4 separate regions of the Mus musculus genome follow, and all the other regions are linked to region 2. A link is a contact called in public HiChIP or PLAC-seq data. All regions are on one chromosome and are shown on one strand. Each heading gives the region's core, a stretch centred on a gene start, on an enhancer-like site or on the middle of the called end of the contact. The rest is flanking DNA. Distances are from core to core; before and after follow the strand shown.

Region 1 (2,700 bases), core at 17-2,516, 210 kb after region 2:
GTTAGTGAACCTAAACACTCCCCTAGTTCATATCAAGATCTCTTTCTTCCTTGGCCTAAATGGCAGCTGGGACATAGCTCAGGCAGACAGGAACTTCAGTCTTCTAGATGGGGGAGAGGCATGGTGTGTGTCAGGAACATTCCTTGGCCTTTGGTCCTTCCCTCCCCTTGCTGCCCCGTTCCCTTGGAAGTTTCTAGTTCTCTCCAGCTTCTTGCTCTTCCTCCCCCCCCCCCCCCAGCTCTCTTTTCCCCTCACAGCTCTCAGCACCCTGAACAGTGGTTTCTGACCCTTAATGTGACAAGGTCAGCTTAGAAGCCATTTCTTATATTTGCTAGAGACGAGTCAGCTGCTGTCCCGTGCTGGGAAGTCTGCTTACGTACTTGTTATTTAGACTCTGGGTAAAAGACTGTCACCTTCTGTCTAGATAGTTCAAAGAAACTCTGCTGTTTTTCCCTTGACCCTTAGTACATATAAAATAGAAAAATACATCCTTGCATATGTACGTATACGTCTCTGTGTGTGACTCTGTATGCACACATGCATGTACATGCAAGAAGATATAAAATAAGTTAGAACGGATCAAATCACACAAAGAGGGTCCTTAGCTTCTTAGGAGAAAATGTGCATTCATATCCAAGCCTCAGTGTGTCAGTTAGTAAGTCCTTTCCCCAGTCATCATGACAGGCAACTCATAGCAATGTGCCAAACTGAACTAAGATTAAGACCACAGACTCTGTGAAATGGCGGCTTGCTGTTATGTTTGGGAAAAGAGAGATGAAACCATCTGAGGCCACGTGTCACCTGAGAAGCTTAAATGTATGTGCACAGATGGCTCCTTCACCTCTGTACTCCCTCTAGGGGATTGTGTCCCTCCTATGTCCAGGAAATAAGTGTTAAAACCAAGGAAGAGCCTTCTCAGACCAACAACTATACTAACCTAGATTTCTATGACATGTCACAGACGGAAAGACAAGCTTACTAGCCAATAGTCTCTCTGAAGAGCACATCTATGTGCTTCTAATTATGTAGAACTCTTATCCAAGCCGGGATGCTGTGTTCTCTGGGGTCCCTTGAATGGAGGATAGGGCAGACATCCTACTTAGCCCTGCCCGATGAGGTCTGACGATGCCTTTGCCAGGAGAGGAAGCCATTGACTCTTGCTTCTCACAAGGCTGGCATGCAGCCCAGCACACTCCACCTACTTCACCTCTCCTTGGGCCAAATGCCTTGGCTGGGAGTGTACGCTGCCTCTGTGGAAGCCATCAGGTCTGACACGCTGTCTATCCTACTTTTAGCTGTGTTTCCGATGACTCAGTAAAGCAGTACTCATCCAGGGACCACCTAGCAAAGCACTTCCAAGCCCCCGTCTTCAAGTTTGTGGGCAAAGACCACAAGGTAAGCTGGATGCCCTTTGTCCCACAACCCCATGCCTGAGCCTTCCTTCTTATTGCCCTGGTGCACTGACATTCTAAGAGCCTGTGGTTAGCTTCTGCACAACCTCTGGGAGAATATAGTTAAACTCTGGATTCACACAAATTACAATTGCCTGCCCCTCACCACACCCACATAAAGTGGCTGTGCACAAGGAATATCATAGGACCATAATTTGGAATCTTTGTGGGCAGATTAATGTAAAACGCCAGTGATGCCGTCAGTTCAACAAAGGATTTAGACAGGAATTTCATGGAAAGACAGCCCAGGAATGGGAAGAGAGTAGAACCCAGAATGCTAATCATAGGACATAACTTCATAATAGGGAGTGTCCTACATGGAATGTATGGGAAACTACAAATTACGAGGCCTTCTAAGCCATAGGAACTGAACAACAACAGCATAAATTTGATATATATTTTTAAATTAAGTTACCTGGCAGTATGCCACAGTCATTAACTTCGCACATGATTTTTGGCTAAATACACTTTTGGCGATCTCACAGAAACAGATTATGTTTTAGAGTGTGCTCTTAAGAGGGCAAAAGGGGGGCCTCAAATAAACACAGCCAAGGGGCCACACTATCAGTTTAATGGGACATTAAGCAGTCTTTAAAATTATGAACATGAGAAAAGCAGGGGTGAAGAAAGTGTCCTAACAGTGTCCTAACAGGGTACACGGGGGTCAAGCTGACAAGAGGCTGTCCCAAGAGGCTGTCCCAAGAGGCTGTGGGTGACAAGATGGATCCCTTTTGCTGCTGTTGGCAGTATTGAAACACAGCTCAGGTCAAGCTTTACAGAGCAAGGTTCTTTCCCATAACGCCTCTAAGTGACCTTTGCAGCCATTTGTTATTCCAAAACTCCAGTTGAGTAACTGATCCTGGCCTAGCAGACCCTTCTGAAAAAGACTTCTTTATGAGCACTGGGCCCCAGCACCCCTCCCAGTCCAGAGGACTAAAATGCTAAGGCACAGGACACTGCTCCCCTAAAGTCTCTTCAGCGTATCAGAGTTATAGTGCTAGGTTTTGAGGTCACCCATGTGTCTCTGTTCCTTGTGGCCACATTCTTAATGTGTGGACTGGGCAATTTCCTTATCCTAAGCCTTGGTTTCCTGTCCATAAATATAAGATTGTCATTGTCACCTCTAGTTGGGGCTTGTGAACTGAGAGGTACTGTGTTGGCTCTCTGCTGTCGCCTACAGTGACAATTGACTGTCCTTATCCCTTCAGGAGGTATTTTTACACTGCCGCGTCCTTGTATGTGGGGTGCT
Region 2 (2,700 bases), core at 23-2,522:
GCTCAACTTCAAATTGCTGCGAAGAGACACTGTGACCAAAAGCAACTTTTATAAAAGAAAGCATTTAAGTAGGGGCTCGCTTACAGTTGCAGCTCGTTATTATCGCGGAGAGGAAGGAGGAGAATGGCGCCATGGTGGCACCGGAGCGACAGGGGAGAGAGCTTTGCATCCTGATACATGTGAAAAGTACAAAGACATTGAAAGTTCAAAATCAAAAGCCAGTAAGCAAGGATGGGAGCTAGAGAATGAATCTATCCAAGTAAAATGGGAAGTATGGTTTTTAGCACCACTCAGGAATCCTTAAAATGGGGAAGACTGGAGAAAGTTGCAGATCAAGAATGGAGTTTTTCTCATTGCCTCTTTCGTCAAGTTCAGCTTTTCTTTGTTGTAACTGCCATGCTTGTGGACAATATATCTCATTTGTATAGTTTTGAGACAGAGTCTCTCCATATATCCCGGATTGGCTTTGAACACCAGATCCTCTTGTTTCAGGCTCCTGAAACCACAGAACACTGAGTACTTTTTTTTGTTTTGTTTTGTTTTGTAGGCTCTCATGTAGCCCAGGGTGGCCTCAAACTCACTATGTTTGATCATCTGTCATAGTTGGGTTTGGAACTGCTGTGACGAAACACCAAAAAAACAAAAAACCAAAAAAAAAAAAAAAAAAAACCAAAAAAGCAAGTTGGGGAGGAAAGGGTTTATTCAGAGTCTAACACTTCCAGATCATAGTTCATCCCTGGAGGAAGTCAAGACAGGGATTCAAACAGGGTAGGAACCTGGAGGCAGAAGCTGATGCAGAGGCCATAGAGGATGCTGCTTACTGGCTTGCTCCTCATGGCTTGCTTAGCCTACTTTCTTATCAAACTCAGGACCACCAGCCCAGGGGTGGTACTGCCCACAGTGGACTGGGCCCTCCTGTATTGATTGCTAATTGAGAAAATGCTTTAGAACTGGATCTCATAGAGGCATTTCCTTGGCTGAAGCTCCTTTCTCTGTTGACTTCAGCTTGGTCAAGTTGACAAACAAAAGCAGCTTGTACGCCATCCAAGTGTTAGGAGTATAGATGTGTCCTACTACTCCAGTACACAAGATGCTGAGGAGTTGAACCCATGGCCGTACAGGTGCTAGGCAAGCAGGCTGTCTATGGGGCTACACCCTCAGCTCTGATATGCATACCTAACAGTGAAATACCAGAGCACTAAATGCTGCGCTCTCTGTTATCGTCCACTGGGTCTTGGCCAGGACCTTAAGACACATTCCAATTTTTTTATTTTTCACACTCCAACAAAATGACTCATTCCCTTTCTTTCCCTCAGGAACCCGCAACTATTCTCTGGATCCCAGCTGCCTTTCTTGTAACATTAAAGCAACAAACTGCAGTTGTTTTTCTAGCCGCCTCACTGAAGTAACCAATGTCTTTAGAGTCTTTGACATCTCTTTTTAAAGAAGCCTGCCGATGAGTGTCTCACCGGCATTGACTAGCCCGTTTCTCCTCATCTTGGCCATAATACCAAATATACAAAGAAGCAGTCCGAAGCCACTAGTCTATCCTGTTAACGGCTGGTGATTTGGTTCAGGCTTAATCCTATAAAGCATTGATTGAACGTGGGATGCTCATCTCTCTTAGCAGTTCCTAACTGGATCAGTATGTAAAGCATTTAGCTGTGTGGAATTCCTGCAGGTTCTACTCAGGTTTTTTTTTTTAGTTCCCAACCCTTGCTGTCTAGAGGGGGAGACCTGCAAGAGAAGTACAATGTAATGCTGTTATCCCTGCATGTATTTATAAGACACGGCCAGCTTGCTCACACTCTAATGTTTAGCATTTGTCAGTCCCTGCATCTTAAGTCCCTGTCTCCTGGCCCAGTAAGAGCCCCTGACATCTAGCACTGGTGTTCACTGGCTCAGTTTTAAAGTTTCAGTCCTTTTTTTTTGTCTTTTCTTTTAAATGATGTCCCTAGTTCGGTAAAACTTCACAGTGAGCATAATTACTTGGCTTAAGTATTTTTAAGCATTATTTTTATGGCCGCAGAAATCAGCGCCTTGTTGGAAGGGGAGGCACGGGGGCAGTACGTACTATACTGCACAGACACATTCTGGGACGTTGCTTCAGAAGCCAGACCATAGTGAAATGTAGGAAATAAGTAATGAGTTTTTTAAGTATGTTCTCCTCTGTTTCTAGTGTACTTTCCCACCTGTAAATCCAGATGATGTAATGCCTAAGAAGTATTAAGTTTCTCCAGTGCTTTTCCAATAGCCTGGCTCTTGAGTAAAACCATCTGTAGCACATCACTGGATTTAAATTTATCTCAGAGTCTGAAACAAAAGCTTAGTCTGGAAGCTAACAAGTCATTTTATTTATTTATTTATTTTTCTTTTTTATCTAAAGCAACTCTTGACCCAAATACACAGACACTGATTTTGATTAGGTTAACAGCAAACACGAAGACTGCAATGTGTCTGGTGTTGTGCCTCAAGCAAGATTAAGAACCTTCTCATTTTCCTCCCCATTTCGATAAAAAAACATCTCTCTCTCTCTTTTCCTCCCTCTTTCCCTCCCCCTCCCGCTCTCTCTAGGTTTCTAGGCTGTACTTGACTGCCCCTTGCTCTCATGTCATTTCATTCCATCGTTCCAGATGTTTGCCACATCCTGATGGCTCCACTTCCCAACAACATCCAGGTTCCATCACTTCTCTTTCTCCA
Region 3 (2,811 bases), core at 289-2,788, 130 kb after region 2:
ATTTTGGCTATTCCTTACGTTTATTTTGGACCTTGTGCTTGTAGCTTCCAGACAGCTGTCTGGGTGGTTTGCCGAGTTTGTCATGGTTGCTCCAGCCTTACTTTGAAGAGAAGCTGAACAGCAGCTGCTGTGTTGCAGGAAATGATCCAGTACACAGCCTTCTGGATTCCCCGTCCACCGGGGTGGAATTTCTTAGTGGGCTACAACATGAAGGGGGTCGTGTTAGGGTCAATAGCTATTCCCTACCGTGCCCCATCTATATGCTTTCCCTGGCTTTTTTTCTCAAATGGTGGCATACTAGACTTGACACAACAATCAGCCCTGTCACTCAGTGTTGACACCTGAACTTGGACTCCCGACATGAGGGTCTATTTCTGGATTCCATTATCTCCAACATTGTCCTCTTTCTGTTGGCGATCCACCTCCTGATGGATGTTACCTTCCGTGAGAACAGTGCCCTCCTGTCCTGTTGGACACAGACTAGGAAGGAAGCAAAGATCTATGGCAAAGCTTATAGGGCTTAAGGGGTTTTTTTTCCCCACACTAAACATTTGGTTCTGCAAATCTGCATGCGATCCAAAGATTGACACTTTTCTAATGAAGCGTTTTCTTTATATAAAATGTAGTGAAGTAGTCGGCTAATTTTAAATTTCATCTGGTGCTTAAATATTTTGAATTGTATGTGAGAAACGTTTTGAATAATCTGTATTTCTTCTAAAAGGCTGGTTTTAAGCTAAGCGTGGTAATGAACACTCATAATTCAGCAGTGAGGAGGAAGACTGGGTGTTCAAAGCCAGCCTGGACTACATGATGGCATCCTTTTCTAGTTCAGATTCAGTCTGGTCCTTTTAATGATATTAATGTGAATGTCTGCATTCTTAACATGAAATAGGCCTTTGACAAAAAAAGGAATCAAGCATGGGGCTGGGGAGATGACTTGGTAGGTAAACGCACTTGTCCAAACGTTGAGAGCCTGGGTTCAGCTCCCCAGCATCCATATAACAGAAAGCCATGGCTAGAGAGATGACTAAACGGCTAAGAGCACTTGATGCTCTTGAGAAGGACCTGGGTTCAGTTCCCAGCACCCGAGACAGGAAGTTCACAACCACCTATACCTCTTCACATGGGGGTGGGGAGAAGGGCATAGGGGCTGGAAGAACACTAGGGCTTGCTAGCTGCCAGCCTTCACAATGCAGCAAGTCCAAGATCAGTGAGCGACCTTGTCTCAGTGCATGAGGCAAACAGAGGATGGTGCCTCCTCTGGCCTTCACACACACCATGCATACATACTACTTTTCCCTCTTAGAGGGCACCATGCAGTCAGGGTACTCTCCCAATAGCTTGTTAAAGGAGAGCTCTGCTGCGGGTGAATGATTCTCAGTTCAGTCAAGAAACACCTAAGCTGTCACACACACACAAAGCCAACTCTCAAATCATCTGCTATTAGAAGCCCATGGTAACGCCACCTCCACCACCGTGGAATTCGTCCTGTTTCAAGCACACACAGAATATTTTCTGAAACTGACCTCAAATCAGGCCATAAAGCAAATATTAATAAATTCCAAAGGACTGGAGTCATATAGCATTTTCTCTACCCACGGAGGAAATCACTGCCTGCAGCAATGAATCACTTTCTCTGGGAAATCCTCCAATATTTGAAATGTGTATCAAAGGAGAAATAGTAACCATGCTAAGAAATTAAAAGTATACATAGTTTCCCAGGATTAAAAGCAGAAAAGAAGGCTATCACTACAAATCCTGGAGCTGCTAAGAAGGCGGCTTAGGATGCAGCAGAGCAGGAAGCCTTGCGGTTGGTACCCAGCACTGGAACAACAGCAGCCAAAAAAATGGCTGGAAAAACTTGATGCCAATAAACTTAAAATTTCACTCAAAAGTTCCTAGAGTAACATAATTTCCAAACCTAACATTAAACTTTAAAAAGTAAGCCTGATTTTAAGAATGGTCAAGAGGTTAGAAAGATGGTTCAGTGGTTAAGAGCACTGACTGCTCTTCTGGATGGAGGTCCTGAGTTCAAATCCCAGCAACCACATGGTGGCTCACTGGTGCCTTCTTCTGGTGTGTCAGTGACAGTGTGCTGAAAAATAAAATAAATCACTTTTTAAAAAGTCAAATGGCTCCCGGAATGGGCAAAAGATCAGAACAGACATTTCTCCTATAAAGATGGCTGCCAAGAGCTTGAAATGATACAAAGCATCATTGGTCCCCTAGAAGAGGGAGATGAGAGACACTGTGAGGTACTACTTCATATTTACTAAGGAAAATACTGTAAGAGCGACTGTAGTGAGAAGTATTAATGGGGACGTAGACAAAGCCTCACAGCAGGTAGGAATTAGAAATGGTGCTGCACAGAGACTTACATATGACTTTTCATGGGAACATTGTTCCTCATAGCCAGAAAGTGAATCCAACCCCAGTGACGGTCATTGTTAAAGGATCCCACATCACCACGCAAAATGGGGCATTGTTTGGCATTAAAAAGAGTGAAGTACAGGTATATGATGTCATATAATTCTGTCTTGAAGACATTATGCTACTCAGTAAAATCCACTCAGCAAAATTCAACATCCTGAGTCACTTTGCTTAACATGAAATGTCAGGAACAGGCAAATCCATAAAAACAGAAGGTTGTCAAGGATTAGGAGTAGGGAAAACAGGAAGTGACGTCTAATGGATGTCAGGTTGTGAGGATGGTGCAAGACTGTACTACTGATTGACATAGAGCTTACACAACACTATATATGTACTAAAACCATCATATCAGATATGGGTTTTCAGATAGACTCTCATTAT
Region 4 (2,825 bases), core at 33-2,532, 190 kb before region 2:
TTCTTCTTTTTAGACAGGCTCTCACTATGAGTTCCTGGCTGGCCTGGGACTCAGCATGTAGACCATGCTGGCCTCGAACTCACAGAGCTCTGCCTGCCTCTGCCTCCTGAGTTCGAGAGTTCATACATTAATAGTAATAACCAGTCTCTAAGATCATCCATGACCTTGCTTCTTAGAGAAGACTTAAAATAAGGATTTTAAGTCTTATCAATCATGCTTATGCAAAAATCAAATAGATCCCTAAGGATTTCAAACAAGCGTAATGTAATTAACAAGTTTTCTCAAAAAGGATATCTGAATGATAGGACATCAATAATGCTTAAGAGAAATATGTAACAAGACAAAGAACCTTGAGCTAATCTAAGCTTATCAGAGCACTGAGATTTCATTTAGAAACAGGACAAGGAAGCTCTCTTGGTCCCAGTTGCAATGTTAGTTCTATGTAATATGTAACACGTAATGTTGAGGTTTGGTCTTTTGCTATGTATTAGAATTATATTATTATAATGTATTATAATGCTAAATACTGGTCCCTAAGGCCTGGTTGCCCCCAAGGATGAGAAAATCTGCACATAGACTCAAGTGATGCAATGTCACCTTGACCCCTAAGTTACTCCTGATTGGTGAATGAAGATGCCTACAGCCTATAGCTGGGCAGAATTGATATAGGCAGGGCTTGGAGTTCCCAGGCTTGGGATCTGAGGAGACCATGAGAGAGGGAGAGGATGGGAGAAGAAGATGTCATGGGTAGGAGAGTCATGAAAGCATGGCTATGAGGACTGGCCAACTGAAGTTAAGAGCAGTTCAGACGAAACATGGAGAATTATAACTCAGGGTTATTAATGGGGAAATAGATTCTAATAGCTTAGAGGGTGGATATCTGCCCAGCTCTAGTGCTGATTAAGGCTAATAATAATAATAATAATAATTATAAAAGGCAGGGTAGGCCTAGTGGCCAAGTAGGGGCCAAAAGGACAGGAGGATGGTAGAATGTCCTCACACTCCCACATGGCAGGGTTGATCTGCTCTCCTGAGAGGGAGTTCACAGATGTCAGATGGTACTAAGTAAGTTCATGTCAACAAGCATGTCCCCACCGTCTTCTCCTTGTCCAGCACTGTGTGAGTCACCGTGCGGCATGGGAAGGAAGATCCCTGGGGACCTCTGCTAGGCAGATGACACATGTAAGACAGTGATAAAAATGGAAATATCCAAGAGTAGATTCTTTCCAGTCTTGCTTCCTCCCTCATGAGTCACAGAGTATACAAGCCACAAGAACTACACCGCAATAACAACTCTTTACTGCGCATGCACCTCACTCCAGAAGTTCCCCGTACACTCTCTCATTTAAATCTTTGTCAGGTCGGTGGAGCTTCTTGGCTCTGCTTTGCAGACAAGAAGCCTGAGGCAACGTGCAATTGACTAAGCTGGGTTAGCAGATGTAGTCCATCTGGATTCACAAAATTCCCTACTTCTCTGCAACCTTCAGGGCAGCACCCTGATATTCTGAATAAGCTACAACAGTGGGGAGGAGGGGCGGGGCCGAGAGCCGGCTGAAGGAAAGCACAACTCCTCCTGCAAAGGAATCGACATCACCACCACAGGCCAGAGGCTCCTTTCCCACTCGGGCCCACAGCAGTTCCCATCCGTCACTCCGTCTCTTGCACAGAACTGATTAATTTCTGACAAAACCCAAAGTTTTGGGGGGATTCGATTTAAGTTTGATTTATGGCTCAATTTGCCATCCTGAAACAAAACGGAGGAACTGATAAAAATTCTGAAAGCGGGCAACGTTTTGCACTGTTTAAAGCAGGTTTCCCGTAGGGTCAGATGGCTGAGCTGGAGTTGACCATACAGAATGTATTTACAGGCAGGGTCTACCCCAAAGCTGTGCCCCGCGGCTCTCTGGGCTGGCCTGGAGGATCTGGATAGACATGCCTGCCTTTCTGGAACTCCCTACCAGGGTGGAACAAGGCAGATTCGAAGTTGAAATGCTTCTTGTTTGTAAACCTGACAGCGGCTGGCTTGCTCAGGGTTCATGAAAAGCCTTCAGTTTCCACCCTCTAAAGGCACAAACATTCCTCTGTTGTGTTTCAAGGGCAGTTTCTAGGGGAGAGCCTCAAGTAGCAATTTCAATGCTCAAATTAGTATTTTTACTAGTTTTTGAAGACACAAACTTGGCTTTTGGTAACATGTTCCACTATTATCAAGCAATTAGAACCCAAAAGGCTTAAACATCAATATTTGTCCTTTCTGCAGCCTGGCCGACTTCAAAACTCATGGCTTCAGCTCTATGCTTTCACTTTGGACAGCCAGCATCTCTCAGTTTAGCCTACGGGGTCTTCTGGGGTAAAGCTACCTAATGAGGTTTTTCATGTTGCAGAGGATCAGGGTCTTGTGCATACCAGGCAAGGGCTCTACACTGAGCTCCAGCCCCAAGCCATTAGGTTCTGAGGGCTTAAATGAGGCCAAGCTGGCAGGGGTGCGGTGGGGTGGGGTGGGGTGGGGTGGGGGTAGAGGGCGTGTGTGTGTGTGGGGGGGGAAGGTAGGTGGTAGGTGTTTCACACACTACATCTGCTAACAGACACAAACATTCTACTTGTTCAACATTTTAAAGTTGAAGACCTACTAAATGGTAGTTTGGGAGTTTTGAGGACTGCATTTCGGGGATCTACTGACTAAAATGTCAAGGGCCATGGATAGATGTTACATGGCTGGAGAGATCATGTGTACACTTATTTTTTTGACATAGACTTCTCACTGTGCAGCCCACACTGGCCTCAACCTCATGATCCTGCTGCCTCAGCTCTCTAAGTGTGCCCCGCCA

Evidence for each region. HiChIP or PLAC-seq counts read pairs in DNA pulled down with a chosen protein or histone mark.
Region 1: a contact with region 2 is called in an HNF4G HiChIP or PLAC-seq map of pancreatic cancer cells. The contact joins two enhancer-like sites. A contact is called at or near these places in 1 of 484 Hi-C or Micro-C datasets (embryonic stem cells), 4 of 115 datasets of contacts at active chromatin or transcription factors (the NIH/3T3 cell line, bone marrow-derived macrophages, effector CD8 T cells and 1 more) and 3 of 9 other capture datasets (adipose tissue, embryonic stem cells and pancreatic islet).
Region 3: a contact with region 2 is called in a FOXA1 HiChIP or PLAC-seq map of pancreatic cancer cells. The contact joins two enhancer-like sites. A contact is called at or near these places in 1 of 39 promoter capture datasets (hematopoietic stem and progenitor cells), 5 of 484 Hi-C or Micro-C datasets (embryonic fibroblasts, group 2 innate lymphoid cells, muscle stem cells and 1 more), 3 of 115 datasets of contacts at active chromatin or transcription factors (bone marrow-derived macrophages, embryonic fibroblasts and pancreatic cancer cells) and 1 of 9 other capture datasets (embryonic stem cells).
Region 4: a FOXA1 HiChIP or PLAC-seq map of pancreatic cancer cells shows a contact between it and region 2. The contact joins two enhancer-like sites. A contact is called at or near these places in 2 of 39 promoter capture datasets (frontonasal cranial neural crest and hematopoietic stem and progenitor cells), 8 of 484 Hi-C or Micro-C datasets (adipose-derived mesenchymal stem cells, cerebral cortex, liver and 5 more), 5 of 115 datasets of contacts at active chromatin or transcription factors (the NIH/3T3 cell line, bone marrow-derived macrophages, a colorectal cancer cell line and 2 more) and 2 of 9 other capture datasets (embryonic stem cells and liver).

Annotation. Positions count from the first base shown.
Region 1 is chr10:59,424,072-59,426,771 of GRCm38.p6, reverse strand. It overlaps Oit3 (oncoprotein induced transcript 3), which reads left to right. Exons shown (of 9, transcript NM_010959.2): 8 at 1,296-1,395; 9 at 2,660-2,700. Among named protein-coding and RNA genes, the nearest start is that of Gm36318, 16 kb to the left of the region's middle. Within about 2 kb of position 1,266, at least 18 of the 459 cell types and tissues checked have an H3K27ac peak or open chromatin away from gene starts, as enhancers often do. A contact at or near this core is called in pancreatic cancer cells, where this site is marked.
Region 2 is chr10:59,637,338-59,640,037 of GRCm38.p6, reverse strand. No RefSeq gene overlaps it. Among named protein-coding and RNA genes, the nearest start is that of Mcu, 22 kb to the right of the region's middle. Within about 2 kb of position 1,272, at least 83 of the 459 cell types and tissues checked have an H3K27ac peak or open chromatin away from gene starts, as enhancers often do. A contact at or near this core is called in the NIH/3T3 cell line, a colorectal cancer cell line, embryonic fibroblasts and 4 more, where this site is marked.
Region 3 is chr10:59,508,153-59,510,963 of GRCm38.p6, reverse strand. All of the region lies in intron 1 of Mcu (mitochondrial calcium uniporter), which reads left to right. Among named protein-coding and RNA genes, the nearest start is that of Gm40671, 66 kb to the left of the region's middle. Within about 2 kb of position 1,538, at least 67 of the 459 cell types and tissues checked have an H3K27ac peak or open chromatin away from gene starts, as enhancers often do. A contact at or near this core is called in embryonic fibroblasts, muscle stem cells and pancreatic cancer cells, where this site is marked.
Region 4 is chr10:59,824,043-59,826,867 of GRCm38.p6, reverse strand. All of the region lies in intron 8 of Micu1 (mitochondrial calcium uptake 1), which reads right to left. Among named protein-coding and RNA genes, the nearest start is that of Gm23803, 7.7 kb to the right of the region's middle. Within about 2 kb of position 1,282, at least 91 of the 459 cell types and tissues checked have an H3K27ac peak or open chromatin away from gene starts, as enhancers often do. A contact at or near this core is called in the NIH/3T3 cell line, a colorectal cancer cell line, muscle stem cells and 3 more, where this site is marked.